Regions from separate parts of the Mus musculus genome. Here all the other regions are linked to region 3. Evidence: chromatin contacts called from public ChIA-PET and Hi-C data. All regions are on one chromosome and are shown on one strand. The core of a region is the stretch at or near the end of the contact, and the rest is flanking DNA. Distances in the headings are between cores, read along the strand shown. Region 1 has its middle 27 kb from the start of Gm34649. Region 2 overlaps Raph1 (Ras association (RalGDS/AF-6) and pleckstrin homology domains 1). Region 3 holds the start of 2310016D23Rik (a long non-coding RNA gene).

Region 1 (3,153 bases), core at 15-2,514, 170 kb before region 3:
ATTTAGTTCTGATGGGCAACCAAGAGGAGTATGGAGCGGTACCTCCGTCTGGGGTCCCCTGAACAAGCATCTCATAGGAGGAAACCTATACCTAGCATTTTGTTTTTTGTTTTGTTTTGTTTTGCTTTGTTTTGTTTTTTAATTGACTAATCTATAGAAGCAATGTTATCCAATCATGCAGGATATCCCCCTTCAAAGTCTTTTTTTAATGTATTTTAAGTGACTTACAAAGTAATAACTTTATGTGTGGCTTTTTCAAAATACACCTTTTATTTTAGCTAACCCTCCCCTCTCCACCACCCCCTCTCCCTATCACTCCTAATACTACTTAAACCTTTATATCACCAGTATTTTCCCACGTTGTTTTATAGCATCTCTACTCTATTCTTGCCAGTGTCTTAAGGCATTCCATTCCCCTAAGGGCCCTCTCTAGCTTACTTGCCTCTATTGATATTCCAAATTAAATATACAAATGTGAGCTGTGCCCTGGCTTCGGTAGAGACCGGCTGTCCTCTGCTGCTTGAGTGGCTCCAGCATCTTCCCCAGGAGCTCGCTGCAGCAGCCGACTGGCCTCTGCTCCACAGTAACCATGTGTGACCAGAAGGCAGTGATCAAAAATGCAGTTTGGAGCTGAGACGAAAGGATGGGCCATCTAGAGACTGCCACACCCGGGGATCCATCCCATAATCAGCCTCCAAACTCAGACACCATCGCATATGCCAGCAAGATTTTGCTGAAAGGACCCTGATATAGCTGTCTCTTGTGAGGCTATGCCGGTGCCTGGCAAACACAGAAGTGGATGCTCATAGTCAGCTATTGGATGGAACACAGGGCCTCCAGTGGAGGAGCTAGAGAAAGTACCCAAGGAGCTAAAGGGGTCTGCAACCCTATAGGTGGACCAACAATATGAACTAACCAGTACCCCCAGAGCTCGTGTCTCTAGCTGTCTGTAGCAGAAGATGGCCTAGTCTGCCATCATTGGAAAGAGAGGTCTTGCGAACTTTATATGCCTCAGTACAGGGAAACACCAGGCCAAGAAGTTGGAGTGGGTGGGTAGGGGAGGGGGGGTGTATAAGGGACTTTTGGAATAGCATTTGAAATGTAAATGAAGAAAATACCTAATAAAAATATTTTAAAAATGCAGACACGTCAGAAGAAATGCAACAGGACTCAGTAGAGTGCGCTACTCAGGCGTTGGAGAAGTACAACATAGAGAAGAATATTGTGACCCAAATCAAGAAGGAGTTTGACAAGAAGTACAGCCCTACTTGGCACTGAGCCAAAACTTCAATAGATACGTGACACATGAAACCAAACACTTCATCTACTTCTACCTGGGTCAGGTGGCCATTCTTCCGTTCAAATCTGGTTAAAAGTCTGGACTGTGCCAAACACCCAATGATCCATCCAGAAACAAGGACTGCATCCTAAGTTCCAAATGCCAGAGACTGAATCTTCAGCCTTGCTAAGGGAACACCTCGTTTCAATCTGTTGTGTTGTGTACAGGGCCTCATTCTCTGTACAAGCCTGTGGTTATAAAATTAGTTAAACAGCTTACATTTGTATTTATTTTCTAGTCCATACTTCTGTACCCCCATTTTTTTCTCCCTTAGATCATTCTTTTAAAAATAAATCTGTTGGAGATGAAAAAAAAAAAAACCATACAAATGTAAACTTTTGAAGCTATCTAAGGAAAGAGAGCATGTGATGTTTGTCTTACAGGGCCCAGGTTCCCTTGCTAGGTGTAACATTTTCCAATTCTAGTTTTCCTGAAATTTTCAAAACACTATTTGCATATGTACCACATTTTGTTATCTGGTCATCAATTCATGGACGTCTAGGCTCATTCATTTCCTAGCTATTATGACTAGAGAATAAATGAACATGGATGAAGAGGTAGCTCTGAAGGAGGATATAGACTTCCTTTGCCCAGGACTGATAGAGCTGGGTCCTATCATAGTTCTGCTGTAGTCCTGAGAGACCTCGCCGCTGATTTCCACCACGCCTGCACCCTGTTCATGTTCTCGCCAACAGTGCATAGAGAAAGGCTCCTCTGCCCACATTCTCTCCAGCATTTGCTCTCATCTGATTTCTTGATGCTACTCATTCTGACATGGGTGAGCTGGAATCTCAAAAGTAGTTTTAATTTGCATTTTCCTTACTGATAACTTTTTTAAAAGGTTAATTAGCCATGTGTATTTCTTTTCTTGAGAACTCTGTTCAGATCTACAGCCCTTTTATTACTGGGCCGTTTGTTTTCTTGATGCTTAGCTCAGAGAGCTTGGAAGCATTCCTTCCTTCTCCGTGTGATGAAGTGATTAAAGAAGCCCTAGCTAGCTAGCTAGCTACCTAGCAGAGCGGTAGTGGGACATGCCTTTAATCCCAGAACTCAAGAAGCAGACACAGGCAGATCTATGAGTTCAAGGCCAGCCTGGTCTACAGAGTGAGTTCCAGGACAGCTCTTGCTTTGATAGAACTCAGTTGTAAATCTCCATCTGGATCCACCAGGACTTTTGTTCACTGACAGACTTTTCATTATAGCTTCAATTTTATTTCTTGCTATAACTCTATTTAAACTGTTTATCTCATCTTGGTTTACTTTAGGTACATCACATACAACGAAAAAGTTTATCCACTTCTTTTAATACAGGTTTTTAAGGTGTATCCTTAGAGTTTTTATTGGTATCTACTGTAATGTCTCTCTCTTTATCTCAAATATTATTAATTTGGGTCTTCTCTCTGTTTCTTTTGGTTAATTTGGATTGTCATTTTTTACTTTACCTTTTTTAAAGAATAAATTATTTGTTTCATTGATTTTTATTGTCTTTTTCCCATTTCCATCTCATTGATTTTTTTTTTTGCCCTGATATTAAGAATCTCTTTCCACAGATATGTCTGGCCTGATCTTGTTTTTCTAATGCATTAAGGTGTGTCCATCATCCTGTGTGTCTGCCATCGCTAATGCTATAGTTCCTCTTCTCACCTGCTTACCTCACAGAAAATAGCCAGCCTGCCCTGATGTGGAATTCCTAACAAGAAAAAAAACTGAGGTTCAATAATGAAACTCCATAGTTATATTTGCTGTTTAAGTATAATTATGTTCAAGGTAACTATTAAAAAATATTTTTTTTTCTCCATAGTCATAGTTCAGTT
Region 2 (3,175 bases), core at 7-2,506, 250 kb after region 3:
GCCAGTGAGAGGGTAGGCAAGCAGGCAAAGAAGCAAAGGCTTCCTTCTTTCATATCTTTTAAGTGAGCTGCCACCAGAATGTGTGGCCCAGATTTAGGGTGGGCCTTCCCATCTCAAATAATCCAATCAAGAAAATCCCTCACAGCTGTGCACAGCTGCATGAATTTTATTTTATTGCAGATGCAGCCAACTTGATACCAGAGATTAGCCATTATATCCAGTATCTACCTCTATTCTTATGGCATATTTCTATTGTAGGGAGGTGGGGTTGCATGCTGTGGAGTATATGGAGGTCAGAGGAGAAGAATCTACAAAGTAGCAAAGACAGTTACAGGTTAAGGTCCTTGCGGTCAAGCCTTAAATTCAATCCCTGAGACCGACATGGTAGAGAGAACCAACTCCACCAGTTCTCCTCTTTTACATGGGTGCTGCAGATCTAAACTCAGGTCCTCAGGCAGGTGTTATAAGCACTAAATGAGCCACTTCTTACTTCTTAGCTTTTTTCTTACAGAAGCAGTGTTATGATAAAGATAATGATTAAGTGTCCAGTTCTATGCTGGTGTGTTGGTTTGAGTAAGAAGTGTTCCCTATAAAATTAGGTATTTAAATACTTGGTTCCAAGTCAGTAGCTCTGATGGAGAGGTTATTGGGGTGGTGTAGCCTTGCTGGAGGAAGTATGCCACAGGGGCATATTTGAGAGTTTAGAACTTCACACCTCTCTGGTTTGCTCTCTCTGCTGTGTCTGTGGTAAAGAAGTGGCCTCTCGGCTTCCTGCTTCTATCTACCCACTGCCAGGCTTCCTGCCATGATGGACTGACTCTTATCCCTCTGGACACTAAACCCAAATAAACTTTTTGCTCTTTAAGTTGTCTCTGTCATGATTTTTTTTCACAGCAACAGAAAGTAGCTAATACAGCTAGGACGAGAAGAAATAAATAGAAATTATAGTGTATAAAGGAAATTATCCAAGGGCTGGCTAGTATATTGTGTCTGTGACCAAGTGGTTGTACACTTGAGGAGGAGGCCAAAAAGAGAAAGCAGTTAGGAAAGAGTCAGACTGCCTTGGCTGAGGTAGGAACTCCACTCAGATGGTAGTTCTCCACACTCAGTATTCTCTTCTCACTTATATTTCAAGTTGCCTAACTTTTCATCTTCGAAATCTGTCATTAAAGAGAAACATTAGGGCTGGTGAGATGGCTCAGGGGTTAAGAGCACCGACTGCTCTTCTGAAGGTTCTAACTTTAAATCTCAGCAACCACATGGTGACTCACAACCACCCGTAATGAGATCTGATGCCCTCTTCTGGTGCATCTGAAGACAGCTACAGTGTACTTAATTAAAATAATAATTAAATCTTTGGGCCAGGTGAGTGGGGGTCTACCGGAGCGAGCAGAGATCCCAACAACTAGATGAAGGCTCACAACTATCTGTACAGATACAGCGTGTACTCATATACATAAAATAAATGAATCTTAAAGAGAAACATTAAAACCAATGCATATCATGACTTAACTATAAACATGTTCGTTTTTACGGATATTTTAAAAAATAGTTGACTTACTAAGATTCAGATTTACTTCATTATTTTAGCTCACTACCTGTGCACATTCGGTGTTAATCAACTTTAAGTTTCAAATAGTTAATGATTCCTCAAAAACAGCTGAAAAAAGATTGTATATTGGGCATTTTCCTGGAAGAAGATCTGTAGGATTTTTGCAGATTCCTAGCAACCTCCCCAAAGGTTAAAACTCACCATACTATATTACTAATTTCTTGACCTTAGGAGAGTGTTTCTCAGTATCGCCTTCTTTGTCTCAGCACCATGGGCAGGTAATTAAAAATACATATTCATTTATTTGAACTGGAAAGAAGTTGACTTTTCGTAAATTGCTTCTGAAAAATTATGTCTAAGGTTAAAGAAGAATTTCTCGGCTGTTTTTTGAAATAAAACACTGAGTAGATTGAGGATCACATTCATTTGATAGCATCAAAATCAGGATGAAGGACTAGAGAAATAGCTTAGTAGTTAAGAACACTGGCTGTTCTTGCAGAGGACAGAGGTTTGGTTCTCAGCACCTGAGTAGCAGCTCATAACTGTAACTCCAGTTTTAGGGGATCCAGCTACCTCTTCTAGCCTCTGCAGGCACTACATGCACACATGGCACATATCTTAGTCAGGGTTTTACTGATGTGAATCGACACCATGACCCAGGCAACTCTTATGAGGACATCATTTAATTGGGGCTGGCTTACAGGTTCAGAGGTTCTGTCCATTATCATCAATGTGGGAGCATGGCAGTGTCCAGGCAGGCATGGTACAGAAAGAGCTGAGAGTTCTACATCTTCATCTGAAGGCCGTTAGAAGATTGACTTCCAGGCTTCTAGGATGAGGGTCTTAAAGCCCAGGCACACAATGATGTCACACTTCCTCCAACAAGGCCCTACCTACTACAACAAGGCCATACTTCCTAATAGTGCCACTCCCTGAGCCAAGCATATTCAAATCATCACAGTACAATTAGATACATTCAGACAAAATACTCATACACATGAAAATGAATCTTTAGAAACAGAATGGAGATGGGGACTGACTGTATATGTCTCCCCAGCCACAGAGACCGGGTGCCATTCCCAGTGCCACTGAAGGCAGCTGTGGTAGCACCTAACTGTAACCCCAGCACTCTAGAGGTCATCTTCATTTAAGGTTATTTTCTGCTGTATACAGTGAGTTTTACTCAGCTTGGGCTACAAGGAGAATATATCTAAAAACAAGATGGGCATTATTTAATAGAGTTATAAAATCTCAAGATAGCATCCTAATGTAACTTTATAATTCTACAAATAGAATGCCTGAAGTTCAGTTTTTGTTTTTTCAAGACAGGGTTTCTCTGTGTAGTCCTGAGACTTGTTTTATAGACCAGGATGGTTTCAAACTCACAGAGATCTGCCTGCCTCTGCCTCCAATGTGCTACCATGCCCAGCACCAGAGTTCTTTTTTAAAACTTGAACTTATTTTATATGACATTTATACAGAAGTTAGTTGTAAAATACTACTCTAGCTTTGAACAGTTGGATTTCTTTTTCATCCCCCCTCCTCTGTCATGGTTGTGATTTTCTGTTCAGATACCCATTTTTTCTTATTGTAGAAAAGTTACAGGTGAAAAAGTTACAGTGT
Region 3 (3,629 bases), core at 870-3,369:
TTGTAAATTGCTAACCGGGCGGTGGTGGCACACGCCTTTTATCCCAGCACTCGGGAGGCAGAGGCAGGCAGATTTCTGAGTTCGAGGCCAGCCTGGTCTACAAAGTGAGTTCCAGGACAGCCAGGGCTACACAGAGAAACCCTGTCTCGAAAAACCAAAAAAAAAAAAAAAAAAAAAAACTTGTAAATTTTATCAGTAGTTTTCAAATTTCCCAAACCTTTTAATAGTACCTAGTTCATCTAATTTATCAAAAGACAAAACAGTTTTTGTGTGTTTTTCAGATAAAAGGTTGTATATTTACCTATCCACCTGTTTGTTCACTCAGTTAAAAGGTTTTAAGCACCAATATATTATACTCAAGATTTAATATACTATGAAGAATTCAGAAATCACTAGATTTATACTATCAAGTATTATTATTATTATTATTATTATTATTATTATTAGAGAAATGTCTATCTTTAAAAAAACAATGAAATTTTTCATGCTATTACATGAAGGTGATTTTCAAATTAAATTCACACAAGAAAGCCCATATAAATAAATATTTCTACCTTAAATCCACAAGTATTTCACTATTTATTTAAGAAAAAGTGACACATAATTTTTAACTAGTGGAGATAATGTGTACAAGAAATTGTAGGCTTTTTCAAATATTCCCAGCTGACAAAAACCTCAAAAAATACACATGTATATAAAAGCTATAATATGAAAAAATAAAACAGTTGTAATGTGGGATATAAAAAGTACAAGACATCTACACAGAAGTCCCTTTGTCTAATCCTTTCATATAGTAGTGAGTAGAAACTAGAGACAATCTGCCGTTGTCCCACCAGAAGGTTCAAGGGCAAAGACAAGAATTAGCCCCAAACTTAGTATTCTACGGGGCACAATAAGTCATAATTTCCCCCTGAGCTCTAAACCTGGAAGTTTACTTTTGCATTACTAACCTTAATTCACGAAACAAACAACCTACTGAAAGAGGCCAGATTTGAGGGGCAATGAAGGTTAAAACAAACAAACAAACAAACAGGAGAGAGGTGCTTGTAGGAGCTGGGACCTCTCTTCCTGTTTTGTTCTCAGTGGTTTTCATCCTAGGTTGCTTCCTTTTGAGACTGAGAATATGTCTCTCCCTATAAAGCTAGTAACCAAGCGGCAGAAAGATCGAAGTAGGCTCCACAAGATAAGTACTCTCCTGTCACAGCTTCAAGAGGAGGCTGAGCAGATTTAAGTCTTTCTTATGGCCTCTGTAGAGGCCCTGGGAAGGAACTGAGTGAATAACCTACACAGCAGTCCTACACACTATATAAGAAAAGTCTTGGAGGTCCTAAGGCTGTTCACCCAGACTGTAACTTGAACACATTAGTGTATCCTGGCTTTGCAGGATACACCATTCTGAGAGAGGTGTGCCTGCTCCTGGTATTACAGGCTGTTTGCATATTAAATCTTAGGTATTACAGGCTGCTTGCATATTAAATCTTAGGTATTACAGGCTGCTTGCATATTAAATCTTAGGCATCTGACCTTTTGGGGAGCAATTTCCTATTCTTGGCTGCACAAATGAAGCTAAATCTTACCCTATTTCTAAAATGCCCAGATAGAATGAATGAGTGTATGGCTCAGAGTGCCCCCACAGGCTGTTTCCAGAAAGAACTATTTGTACCTTGGGTGTAACCAGCAGCTGTAGACAAACAGGGTGGAGCAGCGATAAGGGATGACAAAGGCCGGGTCAGTGTCTATGATCTGTATAAAGCTGACTTTCACGCCTACCTGTGAAATGCCAAGCTTTAGTTTGCCCTTCCAGTGGGCAGCAGCAGGGGTTGCGGGTGCGGGTGAGGGTGTGCTCTCCTGGTCACCTATAAATAGTAGCTAAATTTAGATTTGAAAAAGTCATGGAAAGTGGTAGGAGGCCAGTCCTGAGACAGCTGCTTCTGGTCTCTGCTCCACCCACTCCACACTGGAGCTGAGTGTGGTCCATTTGGAAGGATTTGCAGGGTAATTCGTCTTTTTCATTACCTTGGACACGGGCCATACCCCCCCACCCCCACTGTGAATAAAAATTTATTTTGTTTCCTTGGAGATTGCATGGATTTGATGGTTGGACGAGAGGGAAAAGAGCAAAGAAAATGTAACAGTAATCATTGGGCTTTTAGCACTAATTTCCCGAGGATGCTGTCATCTTGAAATTCTCGTCCCCTTTGCTTTTAGTTTCCTGTTTCTCCTCCCCAGGATAGCTCTCTCTTGGATAAAGTCTCTCCCTCATTCTCTGCAAATCCTTGCCTTTTTTTTTTTTTTTAAATAAAGTTACTTGGACACTCACACTCCCAAGAGGTCTTTACATGCACCCAGACTGATCCCTTCTAGATGGTGTCTGGCGTTCAAAGACAAGCTCAAAGCTTAAAAGTGGTGCCTTGGTTCTGTCTCAGAGGTCAGCAAACTGCGGCCTACAGGCCAAGTCTAGCCACTGTCTGACACTGCACAGGCCATGAGCTGAAGAATGGATTGTATGTGTACATACGGCTAGGGTGATGGTGCAGCAATCAGAGGAATCACAATATCTGGCAAGAAAATTAAAGGAGAATCAAATACCAATATCCATAAGTAAAAGCTTGCTGAAATACAGCTAATCTCAGTTGTTTGTCTACAGTGACAGACTGCAGTAGCTACAAGAAACTATACAGTCACCAGAGTAACAGTAGATACACAATGTCTAAGTTCTACAGTCAGGACTAAGTAGGTGCCTTAAGGTGAATAGAAGGAGGTGAAGGGTTGTAAAATACACTCTGATTGGTCCACGCAGAGATAAGGACAACAGCGTTGCTCTATCGTTTCTCCTGTACCCAGTCCGCTTTTCAGAGCTGGGAAGACGGTCATCAAAATGTTGTTGGATGAATGAAGAAGAAGACAGGACAGAGAGGCACAAAGCAAATGAAACATGAGTTGCACCCTGTTTGGAATGAAAAAGCATCCCCATGACAACCTCCAGCTAGTCTTGCTTCATATCATCTATATCACTGGTTCCCAGACGTTAGCAAAAACCCTCACTTTGGATGCCAACGTATCGAATGCTCAGTGTGTGCATAAGAAATTGAAAAAAAAAGTCTGTATGAATCTGGCTAACTTTGCTGATGCTAATTCAAACCCACCTTTCTGACCCTCTTCCTCAGTCACCAAATGTACATCAATTTAGTCTAGACACTAAACTCAGATGAGGAAGTTATCAAGGGAAAGGAAATCAAATGTAAACTTCATAAATAAACCTTTTGTTCATCTCTCTCTCTTCTTCCCTCCCCCTCCCTCCCTCCCTTCCTCCCTCTCTCCCTCCCTCCCTCCCTCCCCATCTCTGTGCTTGCAGGTGACACCCACACATATCCTTCAGCGTTGGCAGAGATGTTCACTCAGATAATGACTGGAGTTCATGCTACCTGTTCTCATCTTCATGTGTCATCGTCACCATGCAAAACCACAACTATAGGAAAACAGAGCTGTTTGCTGCTCTTCTGTCTCAACTGACATTTCCACCCAGTTCACAGCTTGCCCTTTGGAGACAAAGGAGATTATCTGTCATTGAGATGCCTTTACATAATGAAGTATGAGTGAAATCCAGGCTATCCTTTACAACTTTTTAT

What was found. A called contact is a pair of places that touch in the nucleus more often than the background predicts. ChIA-PET counts read pairs in DNA pulled down with a chosen protein or histone mark.
Region 1: a Hi-C map of regulatory T cells shows a contact between it and region 3, with 4 times the contacts expected there. The contact joins the enhancer-like site here to the promoter of 2310016D23Rik in region 3. A contact is called at or near these places in 1 of 15 datasets of contacts at CTCF or cohesin (CD8 T cells), 4 of 484 Hi-C or Micro-C datasets (CD8 T cells and regulatory T cells) and 4 of 115 datasets of contacts at active chromatin or transcription factors (effector CD8 T cells, regulatory T cells, regulatory T cell precursor and 1 more).
Region 2: a contact with region 3 is called in an RNA polymerase II ChIA-PET map of effector CD8 T cells, with 8 times the contacts expected there. The contact joins the enhancer-like site here to the promoter of 2310016D23Rik in region 3. A contact is called at or near these places in 1 of 39 promoter capture datasets (the C10 cell line), 2 of 484 Hi-C or Micro-C datasets (bone marrow-derived macrophages and nephron progenitors), 4 of 115 datasets of contacts at active chromatin or transcription factors (T-cell acute lymphoblastic leukemia, double positive thymocytes, effector CD8 T cells and 1 more) and 1 of 9 other capture datasets (adipose tissue).

What each region holds. Positions count from the first base shown.
Region 1 is chr1:60,946,447-60,949,599 of GRCm38.p6, reverse strand. It overlaps the pseudogene Gm11582. Among named protein-coding and RNA genes, the nearest start is that of Gm34649, 27 kb to the right of the region's middle. Within about 2 kb of position 1,264, at least 1 of the 459 cell types and tissues checked has an H3K27ac peak or open chromatin away from gene starts, as enhancers often do. A contact at or near this core is called in regulatory T cells, where this site is marked.
Region 2 is chr1:60,528,417-60,531,591 of GRCm38.p6, reverse strand. All of the region lies in intron 2 of Raph1 (Ras association (RalGDS/AF-6) and pleckstrin homology domains 1), which reads left to right. Among named protein-coding and RNA genes, the nearest start is that of Raph1, 37 kb to the left of the region's middle. Within about 2 kb of position 1,256, at least 11 of the 459 cell types and tissues checked have an H3K27ac peak or open chromatin away from gene starts, as enhancers often do. A contact at or near this core is called in effector CD8 T cells, where this site is marked.
Region 3 is chr1:60,776,951-60,780,579 of GRCm38.p6, reverse strand. 2310016D23Rik (a long non-coding RNA gene) reads right to left here and starts at 2,119. Exons shown (of 3, transcript XR_865459.1): 1 at 1,664-2,119.